Linked DNA regions of Mus musculus: region 2 is linked to region 1. The links are chromatin contacts, called in public HiChIP or PLAC-seq maps. All regions are on one chromosome and are shown on one strand. The core of a region is the stretch at or near the end of the contact, and the rest is flanking DNA. Distances in the headings are between cores, read along the strand shown.

Region 1 (2,958 bases), core at 429-2,928:
ATCAACATCCCTGGAAGGATTCTGGAAATACAGGAAAGGAATGGCCACGAGTGTTTTCAGGTCCTTGAGCTGGGAAAGGAATGGCCACAAGTGTTTTCAGGTCCTTGGACTAGGTACCTCTAACCTATAAAACTTGGAACAAAGACTCTACAATCCTCTGCTCCTGATGACCTGTCTTACCTGGGGCTCCATGAAGACGAGGTGGGTTCTGTCACACTGTGTAGGCATATGTGAGTGAGCAGCCTCAGGGAAGGGCCTGCTGGCTCTTCCTGTTCAACATGCAGCACTTTCTGCAGACATCTTCCCATGCTCCTGGGACCCTCGCATTGTACCCCTCAACACTTAACAGGAAGCAGAGGAAGCCCCATCTCTGGATTTCTTCTGGTGGTGCTTCCAGGACCAGTTGCTCTACAGGACCAGCTCCTCCTGATTCTGCAACTTTATTTTCTTTCCTTTTTTAAAATGTACCTTTGCACACCTGTGTGCACTTGTGTGTGCCCGGGGAGTCCAGCGGTTGAGTGTTTTACTCAGTGCCTCTCAATCGTATTTCTTGAGACAAGGTCTATTGCTGATTCTCATGCCTTTGCTTCCCCCAGGACATGGGATTACAGGTCTCTGTCATTTTACCGAGTCACCTCCCCAGCCTACTCTTGCTTGCATAGGTTTGGGCCCAATGTGAGTGCCTGGTGCCTGAAGAGACCGTAAGGGAGCATCAGATGCCCTCAAGCTGGACTTGCAGAGGATTGTGAGTCGCTGTAGGGATGCTGGGAACCAAACCGTGGGCCCTCTGCAAGAGCAGCTAGTGCTCTTAACCACTGAGCCATCTCTCTAGCTTCTCCTTTTGACACAGTGATATGTATGGTTCCTAACTTCCTGCCTGGCTGTTCAGCCTCAGCTAGGTATCTTGTGGTGGCTCTCTTCCTTTCCTAGCCTCTACATCTGTCAGATGCTTGAACATGGCCCTAGAAAGCATCACAGGGCTTACTTAGTGAGGAAAGGACAGAACACGTGGATTCCTGAGCCTTCTACTCTTCCTAGGGACACACCACTGCGAGCTCCTGTTTATCTCCTTTGGATTGTTGTACATGAGAGCCCGTAGTTTAAAAACTGACATCCACACAGCAGGAAATGGTACTTTACGATGGAAGTTAATAGGATTTCGCGAAAATGCAAAGCAGGAACTTAGACTTGGAAAGGCTGGTCCTTTCACTACTGTAAGTGCCGGCTGCCCTACTGTTCCTCACACTAGTGATTTGTGAGTTCGATTCCCCGTTTCAACTTTTTGGCTCTAATTCTACCACCCTGCTGCACTACTAGGGACCACCTGATGCTAGTGGAGAGCTACGCAAACGCTAGAGAGCCACGCAAACGCATTCTGCGCAGGCGCACCGCTTGCAGACTGTCCATTGAGCTTTACCTGCTACGCCATTGGCTAATAAGCTTATACATATGAGAACAACCTAGGCTTAGGCAAAGAGATCTGCAGTGATTGTCTCTTTGGAGAGAGGGTGTGCCTGTATACTAATATCAGGGGCGGAGCCTGGGGCGAGACAAGCGCACAGTCATGTGACCTGAACCCCCTGGAGGTGGTGCCCACCAGGACTGGGGCGGGATTATGGGCGGGGCATAGGCTGGCTGAAGAGGCTGCGCAGGACAGAGTGAGCCTCCCCAGGCTGCGAGAAGGGACCGTGGAGCAGAAAGGGACGGAGGAGGCCATGAATGTGGTGGACCTTGGTCGCGTAGGAGCGTGTGTCTTGAAACATGCAGTGACTGGGGAGGTGAGATTTGGCTCGCGCAGGGCGGAGAACGCCTCCCCTAATACCTGGCCCAGAGCCTTGGCAACTCACATGGGTTGGAGTGGAGGTCCTGAGGGGTCCTATGAGTTCGCGTACTGGGCGTGGGTACAGCTCATGGTCCACAGAGGAACCATCAGGAGGACCAGTCAGCTGCGAATCTTGGAGCAGCACGCTGCGGGACATGTGAGGCTGCCGGGCATAGGGGGTTGGTGAGCCCATGTCCCCTGACCGATCCATTCTGTAGGCTGTGGAGCTGCGGAGCCTATGGCAGGAGAAAGCTTGTGTGGTGGCCGGTCTGCGACGCTTCGGCTGCATGGTGTGCCGCTGGATCGCCCAGGACCTCAGCAACCTCCGGAGCATCCTGGACCAACACGATGTGCGCCTGGTGGGCGTGGGGCCTGAGGCCCTGGGCCTGCAGGAGTTTCTGGATGGTGGTTACTTCTCAGGAGGTGCGACTCTTCCCGGACTCAGAGCCTGGGCTGACCTCTCCCTTTCTAGGCCCAACAAGAACATATTCATGTGTCAGCATATGCAGCTCTTCCCTGCCCTGCCTTCAGCCTGTGCCCTGGCTGGTGCCCAGACCTAGTGGCAAAGTCCCAGTGACTCTTGCCCTTCCCGTTTAAGCAGTGGTGACATTCAATCCTGCCTTGCTACTCATGGCTTGGGTGGGTGGAGCTGGATACAGTAAGTGGAGGGGACAGACTGTAGGAAGCCTGGGGCACATAGCTGTGGCTTTCCTTTCTAGAACTCTACCTTGATGAGAGCAAGCAAATCTATAAGGAGCTGGGCTTCAAGCGGTAAGTGTGACTGTTTGTGGGCATGAGTCTAACCAGGGACAACAGGAGGACAGAGTGGCCACCGCTCTCTTATGTACCTTCTTGCTACTGCCATCTGCTCTGCTCTCCAGTTTGTCTCATGGAAACTGACACTGGTGCTTCAGCCAGCCCTTCTTTGAGTCTTCTAATGGGTGTTGGTCCAAGGCAGGCCTGTCCTCAGAAGTCTGCTATTTCATAAACAGGAGGGACCTTGGAGCCCAGTGCCTTAGCCATGGCTCATTGCAGTCCTCTGTTGCCACAGACTGCCTGTCATGATAGGCAGTGCCGGCTAAGCGAGATCCCTGGGCACACCCAGCTTGGAGCTCATTCCCCACACTCCACACCAC
Region 2 (2,896 bases), core at 251-2,750, 87 kb before region 1:
GAATCCTGGATCTCCTTCTAAATGGCTTTCCAACCACATTGACCAAATTGCACTGGATTTGGGATCTTGAATCAGGAAGCTGATTCAAGTGCTGGCCACTCTATTGCCTCCGCAGAGGGGCCCCTGGCCGCCAGGCCCTGGGCTGCTCCAACGCACGAGCACGGCCCGTCATGGGGGTGGGTGGGCGTTGTTGGTGGGATGCAGGGGTGTGTGGCATGTAAGGATCCCTATGGCCTCTGTCCTCTTAAGAGGTGGCCACAGATCCTCTCCAGCAGTGATCTATGCAGAGGGGAATGCAGGAGGGGACTGGGCAGAAGCTGGCTGTGGCCTGATGCTGGTTACGTACGTGTTGAGCCAGTTGAGGGCCTCAGGAACTCATGGGGCCCCGAGTGCAAGCTGGCCTGGAGGAAGGAGTCTGCCTGGGGGAGTTCAACAAGGCTTCCTAGAAAGGCAGCCCTCTAGGAGGGAGGAGAGGCTCCTGGGAAGTAGGGAGGCAGAGGCCAACGGAGAGCAGGCCTTCCAGGCTGCTGGGCAGGTCACGGTGAGTGCAACCATGGTGATGGCAGACCCCGACTTTTCTTCCCCCTAGATCTGGGGCTACAGTCCTCAGTTCCTCAAGGCTGGGACAAGTGGGTGGCTACAGGTCCATGGTAGCTACAGGTCCATGGTAGCTACAGGTTCAGAACACCCGCTGGAGAGCCAGTTCCCCGCTTGAAGCTTGAAGCCACACCTGGGTCAGGTGGGCCAGGCACCGGCTATGTGGGCTCCTTTTCTTGCAGGTCAAGCAGACTCTGGGTCTAAAAGGTCTCTTCCTCCGAGGCACAAAGCCAGGCTCGCTGGACAGTCATGCTGCTGGACAGCCCCTCCCCCGGCCCTCCGTTAGCCAGAGGCTCCTGCGGCGCACGGCCAGTGCCCCGACCAAAAGCCAGAAGCCAAGTCGCAAGGGCTTCCCAGAGCTGGCCCTGGGCACACAGGACGCAGGCTCCGAGGGGGCAGCTGATGACGTGGCACCCTCTAGCCCCAACCCAGCTCTGGAGGCCCCTACTCAAGAGAGGTCAGGCAGCAGCAGCCCCCGAGGTAAGGCACCAGGAGGAGAAGCAACAGAAGAGAGGACACTGGCACAGGTGCGGTCCCCAAATGCCCCCGAAGGCCCTGGACCTGCAGGGATGGCCGCCACATGCATGAAGTGTGTGGTGGGCTCCTGCGCCGGTATGGACGTTGAGGGCCTTCAAAGGGAGCAACAACCCAGCCCTGGGCCTGCAGGCAGCCACATGGCCATCAGCCATCAGCCCAGGGCCCGGGTAGATTCACTGGGGGGCCCTTGCTGCAGCCCAAGTCCTCGAGCCACCCCAGGGAGAAGCAAAGAGGCCCCCAAGGGTCCTAGGGCTCGGCGCCAGGGTCCAGGCGGCGGCTCTGTGTCCTCGGACTCCAGCAGCCCAGACAGCCCAGGCAGCCCCAAGGTGGCCCCCTGCCAGCCGGAGGGTGCTCACAGGCAGCAGGGGGCGCTGCAGGGAGAGATGAACGCCTTGTTCGTTCAAAAGCTGGAGGAGATCAGGAGTCATTCCCCCATGTTCTCCACCGGTAAGGCCTGCCGTTCCGCTGCATCCCATGCTCTCTACACCTGGCATGCCTAGGCGGTCCGTGCCTGCCTGCCGCTCTCTGCTTCATTTGTCCGTCAGCTTAGCTGTGGCCTGTCTGCCTCAGATCCCCACCCCTGCCCTAATGGCCCTGTACTTTGTGGGGGCGGGGGTGGGGGAAGAGGGCTGCTCGAGTCATCAAGGCATTTCTGAGAGCTGCTTGCTGAGGAACCCAGGGATATCCAGCCAGCCCTCAGCAAGGGCTTCCCTGGTGCCTGCTGGCTGCCCTGACTGGCTGCTCTGATGGCCTACCTTCCTAGGTCTGAAAAGATCCCAGCTCTTAGCCCTGCCTCCCCCCACCCCCACCCCCAAGGGTCAGATGCAAGAATGACTCTGCCTTTCGGTCCTATGGGAGCCTGCTGTCAATTGGTGGTGGTACCTCAGGGTATCCCCTCTTGGAGACTCCTCAGAGACCAGGGGAGAAGGTGCTTAGAACTGAGGTCTGGGCCTCAGAGCTTAGGGGGAGCAGCTTCCAGGGACCTGCATTGTCCAAATGTCACTAAGCCTTTTTGTGACCCTCCTTCCTGGCTGACACTTCCTGACCTTGGAGTGTGAGGGAACTGGTCTGAGCTGGTTACTGAGCTCTAGCCTGGGCAGAGGGAGGTCCCTGGAGTCTGCCTGCTTCCATTGTATTCCCCCCGACCCCCGCTCCTGCCCAGCATTGTTGTCCATCTGTCCATCTGCCAGTGCCCCACCACCACCACCACCACCACCAATACACTGACTGTGTTCTCCTTTCTGTCCCTGCTCCGTGCTGCTTCCATAGTTAGGGATTGAGACCTGCGAGTGCCAGGTAACAAACAGGCCTGAGCCCTATGTGTCCCCATGATGTCCCAGTCCAAGGAGGACTAGGCCTGGCCTGCCCTTGCCCCATGGAGCCTGTGTGAGGCCCAGGCATGACTCCAGCCTTAGCGGGGTGGGGTACTCTTGAGTGTCACAGTACATGTGTATAAATGGAAAAGCCTGGTTGCTGGGATATCCTGGGGTGGACTGGTGGTCCCTACCCTTGGCTCAGGGGGTCAGGATCGGGTGCTGATTAATGAGATTCATATTCCCCCATCTCTCTCCCCCCTCCCTCCCTCCCTCCCTATCCCTTTTCTGTTTCTTGATTCTCCCCATGTCTGTCTTTAATCTGTCTGCCCTTTCTATATCTACCTCTCCGCCTCTTGTCTCCCGTCCCTCTTTCCCCACAGATACTCGCCTCTTCCCCCTGCAGCGGCCCATCTCCCCCCTGTGCAGCCTGGAACCCATTGCCGAGG

What was found. HiChIP or PLAC-seq counts read pairs in DNA pulled down with a chosen protein or histone mark.
Region 2: a contact with region 1 is called in an H3K4me3 HiChIP or PLAC-seq map of fetal liver, with 2.3 times the contacts expected there. The contact joins the enhancer-like site here to the promoter of Prxl2b in region 1. A contact is called at or near these places in 2 of 15 datasets of contacts at CTCF or cohesin (large pre-B cells and pro-B cells), 18 of 484 Hi-C or Micro-C datasets (B cells, CD8 T cells, the CH12 cell line and 12 more), 7 of 115 datasets of contacts at active chromatin or transcription factors (VIP interneurons, bone marrow-derived macrophages, embryonic hindbrain and 3 more) and 4 of 9 other capture datasets (adipose tissue, embryonic stem cells, liver and 1 more).

What each region holds. Positions count from the first base shown.
Region 1 is chr4:154,897,763-154,900,720 of GRCm38.p6, reverse strand. Prxl2b (peroxiredoxin like 2B) reads left to right here and starts at 1,678. Exons shown (of 7, transcript NM_025582.3): 1 at 1,678-1,778; 2 at 2,041-2,245; 3 at 2,542-2,593. The coding sequence starts at 1,716. It overlaps Gm52690 (a long non-coding RNA gene), which reads right to left. Exons shown (of 2, transcript XR_003955190.1): 1 at 2,671-2,958; 2 at 1-2,290.
Region 2 is chr4:154,984,900-154,987,795 of GRCm38.p6, reverse strand. It overlaps Plch2 (phospholipase C, eta 2), which reads left to right. Exons shown (of 22, transcript NM_001113360.3): 21 at 780-1,077; 22 at 2,831-2,896. Among named protein-coding and RNA genes, the nearest start is that of Gm42363, 22 kb to the right of the region's middle. Within about 2 kb of position 1,500, at least 36 of the 459 cell types and tissues checked have an H3K27ac peak or open chromatin away from gene starts, as enhancers often do. A contact at or near this core is called in the G1E-ER4 cell line and fetal liver, where this site is marked.